Regions from separate parts of the Mus musculus genome. Here all the other regions are linked to region 3. A link is a contact called in public HiChIP or PLAC-seq data. All regions are on one chromosome and are shown on one strand. The core of a region is the stretch at or near the end of the contact, and the rest is flanking DNA. Distances in the headings are between cores, read along the strand shown.

What was found. HiChIP or PLAC-seq counts read pairs in DNA pulled down with a chosen protein or histone mark.
Region 1: a contact with region 3 is called in an H3K27ac HiChIP or PLAC-seq map of extraembryonic endoderm stem cells. The contact joins two enhancer-like sites. A contact is called at or near these places in 1 of 484 Hi-C or Micro-C datasets (extraembryonic ectoderm), 13 of 115 datasets of contacts at active chromatin or transcription factors (cardiomyocytes, embryonic hindbrain, embryonic stem cells and 7 more) and 3 of 9 other capture datasets (adipose tissue, liver and pancreatic islet).
Region 2: a contact with region 3 is called in an H3K27ac HiChIP or PLAC-seq map of embryonic stem cells, with 10 read pairs. The contact joins two enhancer-like sites. A contact is called at or near these places in 3 of 39 promoter capture datasets (hematopoietic stem and progenitor cells, neutrophils and pre-B cells), 1 of 15 datasets of contacts at CTCF or cohesin (CD8 T cells), 19 of 115 datasets of contacts at active chromatin or transcription factors (bone marrow-derived macrophages, embryonic basal ganglia, embryonic forebrain and 13 more) and 3 of 9 other capture datasets (adipose tissue, liver and pancreatic islet).

Annotation. Positions count from the first base shown.
Region 1 is chr16:34,080,861-34,083,606 of GRCm38.p6, forward strand. All of the region lies in intron 34 of Kalrn (kalirin, RhoGEF kinase), which reads right to left. Among named protein-coding and RNA genes, the nearest start is that of Gm41448, 38 kb to the right of the region's middle. Within about 2 kb of position 1,456, at least 69 of the 459 cell types and tissues checked have an H3K27ac peak or open chromatin away from gene starts, as enhancers often do. A contact at or near this core is called in epiblast stem cells, extraembryonic ectoderm and extraembryonic endoderm stem cells, where this site is marked.
Region 2 is chr16:33,978,819-33,981,717 of GRCm38.p6, forward strand. The region is part of intron 58 of Kalrn (kalirin, RhoGEF kinase); the gene reads right to left. Among named protein-coding and RNA genes, the nearest start is that of Umps, 13 kb to the left of the region's middle. Within about 2 kb of position 1,348, at least 28 of the 459 cell types and tissues checked have an H3K27ac peak or open chromatin away from gene starts, as enhancers often do. A contact at or near this core is called in embryonic stem cells, where this site is marked.
Region 3 is chr16:33,842,696-33,845,761 of GRCm38.p6, forward strand. Itgb5 (integrin beta 5) reads left to right here. Exons shown (of 15, transcript NM_001145884.1): 2 at 2,291-2,376. Among named protein-coding and RNA genes, the nearest start is that of Itgb5, 15 kb to the left of the region's middle. Within about 2 kb of position 1,581, at least 18 of the 459 cell types and tissues checked have an H3K27ac peak or open chromatin away from gene starts, as enhancers often do. A contact at or near this core is called in embryonic stem cells, epiblast stem cells, extraembryonic ectoderm and 1 more, where this site is marked.

The DNA.
Region 1 (2,746 bases), core at 206-2,705, 240 kb after region 3:
GATCTGCAGATCAATAGTGGAGAGGCTCCTACAGCCCAAAGATCAGGCAAAAGGCCCAGACAGGAGGCCCATGTCCCACATCTGTCTCCTTGAAAGCAGTGCTCACTTGTCCACCCCATCCCACTTAGGAGCTCGTTCGGAATGAAGGCCTTGTAAGGACAAAAAACACCTGGCGCTGGGGAGAACGTTACAGCCCTCGAGCTAGAGTCTGCCTGCATCCTCTGAGCTCGGGAGCCAGGAACTCTGTGTTTTCACCTAAATCCTCACAACCACCTATGTTCTCTAGAGCAGACTGTGGAAGGAACTGGCCTATGGAAGTCAGGTTACCAGACAGAGCTGGCACACTTAGGGAGCACTGATGCCAGCGAGAAACTCAGCGCTAAAAGAACTGCTCATGATTAGATCGTTTACTGAGAGCGAGAGAGCGAGGGGGGGAGAGGGAGAGGGAGAGGAAGAGAGAGAGGAAGAGAGAGAGGGAGAGAGGGAGGGAGGGAGGGAGAGAGAGAGGGAGAGAGGGAGGGAGGGAGGGAGAGAGAGAGAGAGAGAGAGAGAGAGAGAGAGAGAGAGAGAGAGAGAAGAGAAGAGACAGCTAAGCCCCAGATAGCTGGCTGGCCTACACTCCCTCCCAGTCAAGTCCACTTGTGATACTAACCAGGCATTTCCCCACAAAAGCTTTGGGCTCTTTTTTGCCTCTTAACTTCCAGTGAAGGCACTTTGTAAAGACACAGGAACTCATAGGACTGCTTGCTAAGCATCTGTCAGAGATCAGATAGAAACACAGAGATGATCCCATTGAATCATAACCTGACCCAAGGCCAGAAGCATCACACAGACGCATTCTACGGCACAGAGTGCTGAATGCGACGGACCGTACTTACACATGGGGCTAAACTGCCTTCAGTGCTCTGCTCCTAGTGCCCGTCTTGACACAGCCATTCTACAACCAGGACTTCAGACACTGGTCCCGCCCCGTCTCTGCCATATGCACCCACGGATACAGAAGAAGATGCCAACCGACTCAAGCCTGGAGCCGGTGGTGGCAAGCTATCAACATAGCACAATGAGCAGGTTGTGTATCTCTCTAACCTGTGACCGGTTGTCTTTGGATTAGGAGACAAAGGTGAACACATAATTGTAGCATAATGTTTGGCAAGTAGCCATGGCAATTACAAGCCACTGAGTTATGTCATGGACATTTTACAATGGGAGGAATCTGGGAGGGCCGGAGAGTGTGAGGGACTTTCTCTGAGCGACTCAGACAAGCTAGGATAAAGGCCAACAGTGATACCTGTGGTCCCGCCCCGCCCCCCACTGCCTCCTCATCTTCTCCCAGGGCAGCTTAGGCTCTTGGAAAGGCCCATCCCCCTCCCTTCCCCCTCCCCTCTCCCACACATACACACTCCCTGGGAACAGCCCAGCTCTGGTTTTGCTCTCAAAGCTCTGGCTTGCCTCGCTGGCAGAAGGGTCAGAGTTAAATTTAGACCTGACCACCTCCCTGGGACTGAGCCGGATCACTAGCTGTGTGAGGAGAGAGGGAGTCAGTGTAGTATGGCTGGCTGCTGACGCTCTCAAATGGAAGCACTATTTGTTAGGCTGAAGGGACAGAATTTCTAAACCAAATCACAAGGAACTGGGAGATTAAAAATTAGAAAGCTTGAAACAAACCTTACAAGGGTTGCTGAGGCTTCTGACTCTGACAGAACACAAATGAACAAGCAGGGTTGTTGCTGGCTTTTCTTTTTTTTAACCTTTGTTGTTACTATTTATGTGTATGGGTGTTTTCACTTGTGTGCATGTCTTTGTACTGCATGCATGCAGTTCCCATGGAGACCAAAAGAGGGAGTCAGATACCCTAGAACTGAAGTTCCCAGACAGTTGTGAGCTGACAAGTGGGTGCTGCACATCAAACCCAAGACTTCTTGGACTTAACTGCTCAGCCATGTCTCTAGGCCTATCCCTGAACTGACTTAGAACAACGGCCCACAATCAGATCTACAATGTATCCAAAGAGGGGTCCCTAGACACACCTGAGATGGGGGCCATAACTGTGGAGGTGGTGGGTCCTGGGAGAGGCAGGAGCTGTGGATGGCGAGACCTCAGGACAGAAGCTGATCCCCGCCTTTGGGTGAGTGGGATGGGTGGGTGCTCAGGATGAGTGGGAATGGCCAAGGGAAGAGGCAGGGAATGGGAGTCTGCTGTTTTTAATTTAGATCCCAGTGGTAAGCTACCTAAGATGAAGCTTCAGGTCACAGGTTGACAGTTCCACAGGGACAGAGGTCATAAAGTAAAGGTGCCACCATGGCCCTTTGTGGCCAGAGAGCACAGATGCTCAGGGTCTGCAGAGTAAAGGCTTCCATGTGAGTACCTTGTCCCCTTCCCTCCCTGTGCTGCCCAGGCTGGCCTTGACCTCCTGGCTTCAGTCCCAGCGTTAGGACTGTGGTGTGACACTGTGCCCAGTCTATCCGAGCTACTGAAATAAAGCAGCTTCAAGCAAGGTACCCAAACTGGAACTCCACACAGCCATATCTGGCCCTGTGCACTTTGGCTGTATTCTCTTTGTGGTTTCCCATAATACTTAGCAAGGCCTTTTGGAAAGACTCCTTTAATAGGACCCAGAGTTCACACAGTGTGTTAGGGGCCCAATGAAAGGGAGCAACAAAACTTTTGATATTTATGTTACTCTTTCAGACAGGGCCCCAGTTGCCCAAATAAAATCCATCTCCACACCCTGCCAAGGGACAGTCTC
Region 2 (2,899 bases), core at 98-2,597, 140 kb after region 3:
CAACCATAGCTGAAACCTGCATAGCTGACTTCATTTTCTCCCCTAATTTGTTCCTTGCTACGGGATCCTTCTATTTTATTGATAAGTGGAAAAGGATGGAGCCCCTGGAAGGCTCCCTACCTCCCTCTGGTCTTCTAGTATGAGGCAAGAGAGGAAAGATCAGAGAGGAGTGGTACTGTGCTCATCACAAGGAACTCTCAGAGATACTTGGAACAAATGAGGGGGACAGTTACAGCAACACTGCTCCAAGCCAGAAAAGATCAGCCACCCCACCTTCCTTAGAGCTGTTCTCTAGCCTGCATCCATCTGAGACTAGGGAATGGGAATCTTGATTTTCTGGTCCAGGAGGGTTGCACCAGTTATCCCTATTGACCACTACAGGCAGAGCAAGATTGAGCACGTGATTCTAGTCAGGCCTTGCTTCCCACACGTCTTCCCTGAAGATCACATCCAACAAAGAACAGTTCTATGTTCTCACAGCCCTGAGTAATACATGGTCTCTAGTATTTCCACGCCATATTTAAAGCATTATTTATCTCTTGGTTCTAACTGTTGGACTTGTGGCCCCTAAGGATAAGAGCTGTACCTTTCTTTCTGTGCCTGGTCCTACAGCAAACTTATATGTCAGGGCAGATTGTGAGGAGAAAGGGAGGGGATGCCAACCCAGTGTGGTCTTGGTGAGGACAGAGTGACATGGTTCCTGAGCCTTGGACAGGATCCTGGTGTGAGCCTCCATGAGTGTCAATGGCTGCTGTGGGTGTAAGGCTTGTTTGTGTAATAATGTACTAGCAGTTGAAGACTCTTTCCTTCCAAGGAATATCCTCCCTGATAATATTAATGACTTCATGATAATTAAAAACAGCACATCCAGAAATTGAGGGTGTGGCTAAGTCTCAGCAAAATGGTAAACACTGGGACCTTCAGGACAGGCCTTAAGGCTATGGGAAAGAGCTCTAAGTACATGAAATCAAATATATATAATTTCTCAACTATGTAAAAATGTAACTATGCAATATGAATTATAAGGGGTTCACAATCTAAGGGAGCGTGGGCAGCTGCATTAATGAGCCAGTTTGTCAGAAAGAGTCAAAGGCAGGCAGATTCCTGAGTCCAAGGTCATTCTGGGACACGGAAAGTCCAGGCCCTAGTGTGGTAGAATTGGTCATTTCAGGGAGGGGTCCCACCCAACTACTTTCTCATCTGTGCTTAACAAAGGCAGGCAGGTCTCTGAATTCTTTTGCAATGTTAAGGAAAATGTATGCTTGCTGTCTCCTAGGAAACAAAGGTCTGGGGTCACTGGAATGCTGACTCATAGGATAATCAAAAGGAAACCTAAAGTAAATGCCTGAATTGATCTGTAAACAAAAAGACAGGCCTTTGGTCCTCTTGGTCTGTATGAGATGAGGTAGGCAGAGTGTGACAGAAGTGCTTTAGAATTTTCTCTCTCAAGGGCTGAGCTGTCCGAAATCTCTGGAGAGCAAAAACAGCTCTTCAACAATTTTTTTTCTAACAGGATTTCTGACTTGGATGAAAGATCCAATAATTTTTTTTATAGCAGCTTTTCTGACTTTGGTTAGAAAATTTATGAACTATCTCGGTTTCTTGTAGAATTTCTACTAGCAGAGAGAGCTGTCTCAACCAGAAAAATTTTTTAAAAAAGGAAGACAATGCTGAAAACACACACACACACACACACACACACACACACACACGCAAACACACACACACACACACACACACACGCACACACACACGCACACACACGCACACACATACACACACGCACACACACACATACACACACACACACACACACACACACAGCAATCTGAAAAGCCATTTCAACAGAACCTAGGTGGCCAGCTTGGACCCACAATTTGACTTCTGTAGGGGAGGTTCTGATGCTAAGGTCCTGTTCACCAACTGGTTCTTGATCTGTCAATAAAGAATGCCATGAGACAATTGCTGGTCAGAAGATACATGTGGGACTTCTAGGTTCTGGGAGGCAAGCAGGATGATGCAAGGAAGGAGAGAGGGAGTTCGCCATGCTTTGGAGAGAGAAGAACCAGGCAACCATGATGTGAGGTCTGAGGAGGAGTCATGGGCTGTTGCCACTCCTATAGGTGGATGGTTAGAGATGTTTATCAGGGACTAGATGCAACTGACCAACTAAAGATAGGGTAGTGGGAAGTTTTGAGCTAAGGGCATGTTTTTCCAGGTAAGAAATAGTAGCACCCAGCAATTGTGCCAAGAAGGCAAGCTGAAAATGAACAACTCTGTGTGTGTGTGTGTGTGTGTGTGTGTATCTTCTATCCTTTGATTCAAAGAAAGCTGGGAGGGGATTGGTAGCACAGCCTGTTCCCAGAGCTTAGGCAGGATAGCAAAAAGCTACACACAACACACTTTAAGTTGTTTGTTTTCACAGCTCCCAGACACCCCTTCTCTCAGAACTCCTCTTCCAAACTGAGACTGGTCCTTTGCGGAGGGTGGGATGAGGGATGTGAAGAGGTAAGGTGAGTGGGAAGGACTGGGAGGAGAGGAGGGAGAAGGAGTTTTGATTGGGATGTAAAGTAAATAAGCAAATTAATTAATGAAAAAAGCTGTATCTTTCTATGTTTGATATCTAGATAATCTGACATTCCAGAGATGTCTTGGATAGAAAATTCTAGGTAGTAGTTTGGGGGTGCTATGGCTATAGATTGATAGATAAACTTCTCTCATTCCAACTCCACTCTTGTCAATCAGTCAACCACCAGGAAAGTCTTCTTAAATGAGTCAAGCCTGAGAGTACATAATAGGAAGAAAATGAAAATAAGTGTAAGAAATACAGATTATAGCTAGGGAAGAGAAATACGTTCTGGTGATCTAGTTTATAATATGGTGACTGTTGGTATCAGGA
Region 3 (3,066 bases), core at 331-2,830:
CACCTGTGCTGTTGGCGCAGGTGAGGAGGAAGGAGAGAGAGCCTTAGATTTCATCTCATTTCCACACTAAGACCTCTCCCCCAGCTCAGTGGGGGCTCATCTGGCTTTGAAGTTTCCTTCTAATACTAGCTTCGGATTTTTTGTTTTGTTTTCCGAGACAGGGTTTCTCTGTTTAACCCTGGCTGTCCTGGAACTCACTTTGTAGACCAGGCTGGCCTCAAACTCAGAGATCCGCCTGCCTCTGCCTCCCAAGTGCTCTGATATATATTTTTTTTAATGATCAAAAATGTGTGTTGAATTATTTTATTTTATTTATTTTTAAAAGTTTTTTGGCTTTGTTTTTTAAAAGATTTATTATTATATGTAAGTACACTGTAGCTGTCTTCAGACACCCCAGAAGAGGGCGTCAGATCTCACTATGGATGGTTGTGAGCCACCACGTGGTTGCTGGGAATTAAACTGGGGACCTCAGGAAGAGCAGTCAGTGCTCTTAACGCTGAGCCATCTCTCCAGCCCTAATTTTTTTAAAAAAGATTTTATTTATTTTATGTATATGAATACACTGTAACTGTCTTCAGACACACCAGAAGAGGGCATAGGATCCCATTACAGATGGTTGTGAGCCACTATGTGGTTGCTGAGAATTGAACTGAGGACCTCAGGAAGAAATTCAGTGTTCTTAACCCCTGAGCCATCTCTCCAGCCCATGAATGAATGAATTAATGAATTAATTTTAAAGTTTGTGAGTATTCCTTTATTTGGGGTGGGCTTGCATGCATACACCTTATTTGGAGTGAACCAGGGCTATATATCCCAAGAATTAATTTTTAAAAGTCATTTGTTGCAGGGTGGTGGTGGCTCACTCCTTTAATCCCAGCTCTCTGGAGGCAGAGGCAGGCGGATCTCTGTGAGTTAGAGGTCAGCCTGGGCTACGGAGTGAGTTCCAGGACAACCAAGCTACACAGCGAAACCCTGTCTCAAAAACAAACTCCTTTGAGGCATGGCCCCTCACAGAAGCTGAGGTAGGCTGGTAGTCAGCAAGCCCCAGCCATTTTCTTGTCTCTGCTTCCCCAACAGTGTTGGGGTTACAGCTGTGTGTGGCCTGGCCAGGCTTTTTAGGGATTTGAACTCCTGCTTCCTCTTCCTTCTGAGTCATCCTCACAGCCCCTGAATAACTGTCCCTTCCCTTTCCTACCCTTTTCCTTCCTTCCTTCCTCAATTCCTTCCTCAATTCCTTCCTTCCTTCCTTCCTTCCTTCCTTCCTTCCTTCCTTCCTACCTTCCTTCCTACCTTCCTTTCTCCCTCCCTCCCTCCCTCCCTCCGTTGATAAGGTCTCACTATGTAGCCCTGGCTAACAGGGAACTCACAGAGACCTGCCTGCCTCTAGAGTGCAGGGATAAAGGCACCACCACACCGAGTTTTGGGAAAAGTCTCCCTACATAGCTTAGCCAGTCTGGAAATAAATCCCTGTGTAGCTCAGGGCTGGTCTAGCTCCTGATTCTCCTGCCTCCTCCGAGTGACTACGCCCAGTGCTTTCTTTGTTACCTATTGGACACTGACAGGTTTTCCCTCCTTGGCCTGCTAGTAGATTTGCTGAATCAATGGCTCCCTTTATCTTACCAGTCTCTTGTTTCTCCACTAAGGGTGTGCGCCTGCTGGCCTTCTTTAAATAACTGTAGATTTTGATGAGTTAATATCCAGAGTAATTGGATTTGGGATTTCTTTCTTTTTTCTTTTTTCTCTTTTAACATCTAAATGAAACTGATCTCTTTTTTTACCACCACCCTATTTTTGGGTTCTCTGAGTGTAAGAAGACCTTTTCCATCATAAAGGGGAGCATTTGCTTACTAAAAGGGAAAAGAGAAGCCTCGTTGACCCAGCAGGAGCAGGAGTTGCTAACTAATGCACATGGTTAGCCGAGACTTCAGAGACTGCCTTAGCCCCAGCAAAACCTGAAGTTAGCACTGGGGTTCTTTATAGCCTCAGACCTGTTAAGGGAGTGACTCCCATGCTGGTCCTCACCGGGGCACTCTGAGACTTACTTCATTAGTCATGCTTTTAAATTTAATTTATTATTATTTATTATTATTATTAGGAAGGTCAGGGGAAGGCATCCTGTTCCTTGGAGCTGGTTGCAGGTGGTCGTGGGCTGCCTGATAGGAGTGCTGGGAACCAGGCTCTGGTTCTCTGAGAGAGCAGCAAGCGCTTTGGCTGAGCCCTCATCCCTCCTTCCCTGCCAATGATGTTTATAGCTAGAAACTGACTGATGGATTTTCATCTTGCTTTGAAGGGCTCAACATATGCACTAGTGGAAGTGCCACCTCGTGTGAAGAATGCCTGTTGATCCACCCAAAATGTGCCTGGTGCTCCAAAGAGGTATGTGTACTGGGGTGGGAGAGGGGAGGGGCAGAGTGGGTGGGACAAGAGCCACAGAACTTTCCATCAGAGGCTGATCAGGTGCTGGCTCATTCACCCGGCTCTGACTTGTTCTAGATGTTTGCGTACGAGGTTGTACTGAATAATCACCTCTTTAGCCCATCACCTTACCTCTCCAGGTTTTTCGTTTTGTTGTTGTTGTTTTTTTTGTTTTTAAAATATGAGACAGTCTTACTAAGTTGTCTGGGCTGGCTTTGAATTTGCTCTCTAGCCTAGGCAAGTCTTGAATTTACACTCCTCCTGCGCCTGTATTTCCAGCACCTGTGCTGCTAGGCCAGCCTCAAGGGTTTCTTTTCTGGGTTCTTTCCTTGTTTTGTTTGTGCGTGGTACTGAGGATTGAACCTAAGGTGTTATGCACGTTAGGCAAGCGCTTTAACCCTGCGGGACGTTTTGTCCTCTTTTGACTGAGTTGCTCACAGGGTTAGGGATTGATTCCGGGGGCCTTGATCTACACTGAGCTGCACTCCCAGGCTATACGTTCTGGTCTCTTTGTAGTGTTGAGTGTTAATCCTATTTGGAGAAACCAGACTCTGTTCTCTTTTGTGTGAGAACCAGATAGGACTCAGCTATAGTCTCCTGATCTTTGGCTAAGCATTCTGAGGAAGACAGGAGCTTGTGAAGTGAGTTTCT